Linked DNA regions of Mus musculus: region 2 is linked to region 1. The links are chromatin contacts, called in public promoter capture Hi-C maps. All regions are on one chromosome and are shown on one strand. Each heading gives the region's core, a stretch centred on a gene start, on an enhancer-like site or on the middle of the called end of the contact. The rest is flanking DNA. Distances are from core to core; before and after follow the strand shown. Region 1 holds the start of Mical2 (microtubule associated monooxygenase, calponin and LIM domain containing 2). Region 2 holds the start of Tead1 (TEA domain family member 1).

Region 1 (2,700 bases), core at 73-2,572:
GACACAACACAAGCTTTTGGGGGAGAAACTACTGGGATCCAACCTGTGCCCTCTTCCTTGTGCCTGAAGAAGGCAGCACTGATCACCTTTGAAACCCCTGGGACATGAACAGGGGCTATCCTGGTGTCCCACGCTTTAGGTCCACTGCCCCCACCCCCACCCCTCGCGGAGATTGCTGGCACGCAGAGGACACAGGTACCTGAGAACTCAGGAGGCAAATGCGGAAGGCCAATTGACCTCCAGCTTTCTTCTCTCCGGGTCTATCCATAAGGGCTACTGACTTTATCCTCCCACTAAACCACCTAAGACATAGTGGACAGCGAAAGGCCTTGCAAACGAGAGCTCTTTCCGCTTTAGAAACCCAGGCCCAGAATAAACAATGTGGAAGGAGACAGGAGAGTACTCTGGTTTCAACACGCCTCTTCCCGGTCCAGTACAGGCCCTTCCCAGCTCCGCCGGTGAGGGTGAGGCTAAGACTGAGGCTGGCCTGGGATAAATTAACCCCGCCCTCTCCGAACAGCTGCAGCAGGCAGAGGCTGCAAGGGAGACCCCAGCCCAGGGCCAGCTAGCCACTGACAGAGCAGGACACGAGGGTAGGATGCTCCTGGGCAGGGACAAGCACAGGCTGTCAGGGGTCCCAAGCTAGAGGGAACAGCAGCGCAGGACCCTCGGAGCGTCGCCACCGGCCAAGCAACCAGCCCGAGTTCCAGCCCGCCGCTGGCCAGGCCACTGACATTTGGCCCAACTTCCTGTTATCAAGGAGGGAGGAGAAGAAAGGAAGCAGAAAAATATAATAATAAAATAAAAATAAGCAAGGCGCTCTGTTAGAGGATGGGAAAGGTACGGGAGCCTAGATCGCACAGAGCAAAGTTTGGGGACGTTCCCCTGAACGATGACAGGCGACCCTGCTGCTGAAGGGCGCCTACTATGCGCGTGTGTTGGGTTTTCTGAGGTTAGAATGACAGTTTTGATTGGTGAAGAGCCCACGGCGCACCCCGCAGGTGGGTCTGAGATCCCGGACGGAACTGCCGCACCTGACCCTCCGGGGCGTCCAGTAGGGCGCGGAGTCCAGCCGGGACTGGCACAGTCCCCACCCGCTCCCGCACACCCCGGAGCCTTCTCCCACTCCGTCTTACCCAAGGTCTCGCGGGCCTCCAGGCCTCAGGTCAACACCTGCCTTTCTTGTCCTCTGTCTGAGGGCGCAGAAATCCGGGACCCAGCGGGCCGCCTGCCGAGCCCGGAGCTAGCGAGGCGGCCCGGCGCAGGCTGAGCCGGCCGGGTGCCTGCGGTTCTGTGAGCCGCGGAGGATCCGATTGGGACACGCCTCCATCGAGGTTCGGCCAATGACAGGGCCTCCGAAGGCGAGGCTCCACCCCATGCTTGAGACGCGCGACCAATGGTCATGCAGCGCGGAACCCACCCCAGCGCCCTCCCAGTTAGTACCAGGCTGGGGGTTGCTGTCACCATTGCAGCTTCGGACGCACGTGGGCTGAAGCCCTGCCCTAGCCGCTCCCACCCTGGCCACAGGTCGAAGACCCAGCCCTGGGCTGCTATGAGACGAACACCCGGCCTTGGTGTTCTGGTGTCCAGGGAGAGGGGAAAGCTGGGCCTCCCGAAGCTTTGCCTAGGCAGCTGGAAAGACAGCCTCACTGTCCCTTCTGGACTGGAGGGAACAGCAAAGGACTTCTAGGACTGCCTGGCCTTCTTGGGCCCTCATTTCTTGCTTTTCTGCATGCAATCTTCCTTGCTTGGGTCTTCTCTTGAACTGGCCTTGCTTGGGCTAAAGCTGTGGGAAATGGGGTAGTGACACAGACCAATCGCACTGACTGGGTCGCTCGCACTTTCTCTTTCTTGGCTGTCGAATGGCTAACCCCTGTTTCTGATCGCTTTCATGAATGACCATGCCTCTCACAGTTTCAGCGAAAATTCTGAATGAATGGTTCGGGCTCGAAGTCCTGAGAAATTCATACGGACACTGCGACAGCAGTGAAAATAGGATTCAAGTGGACTGACTCACCCCTGGGGCCCGCAGCCCATCATTCAGCTTGGCCCAATGCAGAGTCCATAAATGTTCTTGAAACTGAGCTGACCCAGCGGGAGGAAAGCAGGCAGGCTTGGGCGGCGAAGGCAAACAGTACCATGACTCCAGGCTGCTGGAATTCCCCGGGTACCACCCTCTGGAGAGCATGCCCCTTGGCCAGGCAAGTGCAGGCAGCAATTCCTCCACCCCCAAACCTGGGGCCCGTCTTTTTCTATACTCTTTGCGTTTCCATCATCCAGGCCTTGGGGTTTCTCAGAGTTTGCCTCTCAGCGTCCTTAGGATTCACTCCACTTCTGTGGATGCGTTTTTATACCTGGTACTCAACCCCACTCAGTCTGCAAAACTCATCACTGACTCTAAGAGGGACAGTACTTGACTCTGGTGGGACTCTAACCATGTCACCACCAATCAATGAACACCTTCCATGCATCATCTCATTTAAACCCAGACCTAGAGATTGATCTTTTCAATATCCTCATCCCCTTTCACAGATGGGGGAACTGAGATCTGTAATACAGAGTCATTTACCAAGACCGTGTGCATATTAACGTGTCTGTATTTAAACGGGGAACTGATTCCAAGTCAACATACACAACCGTGAAGTGAGGCCTCTATAGCCATTCCTGGGCCTCCGAGAACCCTGGACTTGTAAGATCTCT
Region 2 (2,700 bases), core at 101-2,600, 450 kb before region 1:
TCTGTCTGTAAGTTTCCAGCGCTGAGATCAATTTGCATTTCTGTAAATCACAGACAGCTTCTAAGAACTTAACAAGCCTCCTGAGAAACGCTGGTGGCTGGTATTTCATTGTTTCATAAATATTTTTATACGGGTGACACCATTCAACTTAAAATAAATCTTTAAAAAGGAAGACGATTAAGACCGAGGAAAATTAGTCTGGCTTTTATTTTCACGGGAAGAAGATAAGTGAAGTGTGAGCCCCACTTCTTAAAATGTAGCTTTGATTATTTTAAAAAATGCATTAAAAAAGAAAAAGGAAACTCCTAGAAGTTGAACTTTCTTTCAAACGGGCCTCTAGACTTTGAAAACAAGTGGTGCTTTCGCGAACAAAGGCTAAAAGTGTCCCCAGATTTTTTTTGGGGTCCTCCTGGGGATCGTATCTCCTCCAATAAACAAACAAATCCCCCAGTATTTCCTACCGAGGGGAAGTTTTCCAGGGAGAGTCTACTCCCGGGTTTGGTGGTAAGTGCGACTCAGTCTTTTTTGGACACAATGTTTCTGCTGACTCCTGAAAATTTTCCACTTGAATGTGCACTGGAGCGGCGGCGGCGGCGGCGGCAGCTCTGGAGAGGCGGCAAGAGCGAGAGAGCCCTCTTTCATCTCCCGGGAGGAGGAGCCCGGATCGGCGCGGACCCCGAAGGGGCCGGGCGCCGGGGGAGTCACCGGGCTGCAGGCTCTAAGCTGCGCGCCGAACGCTCTCCCACCCGCGATCGCGCCAAACTCGGCGCTTCCCAGGCAAGGAGCGAGGTGCGCGGGAGAGGGACGCTGGAGAGAGGGGCGCGCAGAAAGGCGAGCGGGGCCGCCTGTTGCCGCGCAGGGTTGCGGCCCAACTTGCAGGGCGGCGGGGCCGCTCCCCTCTTGGAGCCGCACACAAAGCGCCGATCGCGGTGACGCCTAGACAGCCCGCGCCCCCGAGTCCGCCCCGCGCGCAACTTACCACGGCAGCCCGAGCGGGCGCGGCAAACTTCGGGGCGCTGGGCCGCCGCCCCCGCGTTACTCCAGCCGGTACTCCCTGCGGTACTCCCGCGCCGGGCAGCCCCAACCCGGCCTCGCCGGCTCCCGGGACGGGCAGGGCGCGCCGGGGCAGCTGCCCGCGCTCCGGCGACGCTGCGCGCTGGGGGGTCAGCGCATGGCCTGCGCCCCGCCGCGGCCGCCCCGGGCCCGGGCCCCGGCGCGCGGACTCCCCGCGAGCTGGAAGCGAGTGTGCGAAGTGCTGGGGGGCGCCCGCGGCGGGCGGCGGGGCCGCGGAGGCTCGGCTCGGCTCGGGCGGCGCGGCGCGGCGCGAGCGATGCGAAGAATGTGCGGAATGAGGACAGGAATGAAATGAACGCCAGGACCGAACTCGCTCCGGAGGGGTGGGGCCTCGGTGACGTCATGCCGCCGGGTCCTGGATGGGGCGGGGCCTGCCGCCGCGGTGACGTCATGGTGTGGGGCGGGACGCGTGGGGCGGGACTTGGCGCCCACGGGGGAGCGAGCCGCGCGCGATGGCGGGGGCTCAGGGCTTTGTGCGGTCCGAGGCGGGGCGGCCGGATACTAGGAATGCCGGGTGTGCGCCCTCCGCCTGCTGTGCCTCAGTTTACCCCCTCCTGGTTTGCACAGGCAACGACGCTCCCAGGCTGGAAGGGAGGTTGCTCTTCAGGAAACTGAGGCCGGAGTGGGCGGCTTCCCCAGCCCGCCACTCCTCCTCTAGCCGTTTCGCTTTACCCAAGTTCGGGGTGCTCGCGCAAATTCTGGGCTTTGCGAACTCCGGGTTGGAGCGTCACGGAGTCCTCGCCCGCCTCCTGCCCTGTCTTTCTAGAAGTGAAGCTCACTCGTGCTGCGAGTTGAGTCTACAGAAATCCTGCACCCGGTTAAATAAAATAAATAAAGTCTTGCCTGGCTGCAAAAAGCAGCTTTGTGCCGTCCCTTTATGGAGAAAGTGAGAATCAATCATAAAAGGTTTGAACTCTTTTTGGAGTGGACGGCGCCTCAGTACTTGAGAAACTCCGGTAAAGTTAACGGAGGCTGGGACAGACATGCTGGCAGTTTGGGCCGGTAGCAGTCCGTAGTTTCCCAGAAAGGAGCCGGCCCTTCCCGCACCGGGACTTCCTTCTTTCAGCTCTGGCTTCAGAACAAACTAATGGCGCCTGTTTTGTGCCCGAGGATTCCTGGAGTGTGCATAACTCAGGAAAGCCAATGGGACTCACTGAGCGCGTTTGATCGGAAACAACGATTACCAGTGCGTTTTAAAGGCAGAAATATCTTTCTCTAATGCATTTTTAAAATTATACGTCAAGAGAATTGAAGACTCCCATGCCGTTGTAAAAAGTAATACAGAGACATTCTTTGTTCGCTTCACTCAGCTCTTCCCCACGCCTGTCAACCAAAATTATATCCCAGCCAGGGTATTAATTTTCGAGCAGATTTTCCAGATCAACTTGTACACATCACTGTGTATTTTTTTAATTCTATACATTCTATAATTTCTCACCTGTGTAGATGTCCACCGCAATCAGGTACAAATGTGTATTATTTCCAGTTACTATGCAGTAATGTGACAGGTTGACAGTAAGAACTTCACACACCCGAGCAGAGTATTAGAAAATACACGACGATTTTTCCCTTTAAAACTCTGGCAGGTGTATGTCTCTTTTCCAGATAGCCTTCCATTAACACCAG

Evidence for each region. Promoter capture Hi-C pulls out the DNA fragments that hold promoters and counts their contacts.
Region 2: a contact with region 1 is called in a promoter capture Hi-C map of neural stem cells. The contact joins the promoter of Tead1 here to the promoter of Mical2 in region 1. A contact is called at or near these places in 1 of 39 promoter capture datasets (neural stem cells), 2 of 484 Hi-C or Micro-C datasets (embryonic stem cells and uterus) and 2 of 115 datasets of contacts at active chromatin or transcription factors (cardiomyocytes and pancreatic cancer cells).

What each region holds. Positions count from the first base shown.
Region 1 is chr7:112,224,458-112,227,157 of GRCm38.p6, reverse strand. Mical2 (microtubule associated monooxygenase, calponin and LIM domain containing 2) reads right to left here and starts at 1,322. Exons shown (of 26, transcript NM_001193305.1): 1 at 1,137-1,322.
Region 2 is chr7:112,678,006-112,680,705 of GRCm38.p6, reverse strand. It overlaps Tead1 (TEA domain family member 1), which reads right to left and starts at 1,350. Exons shown (of 13, transcript NM_009346.4): 1 at 980-1,350.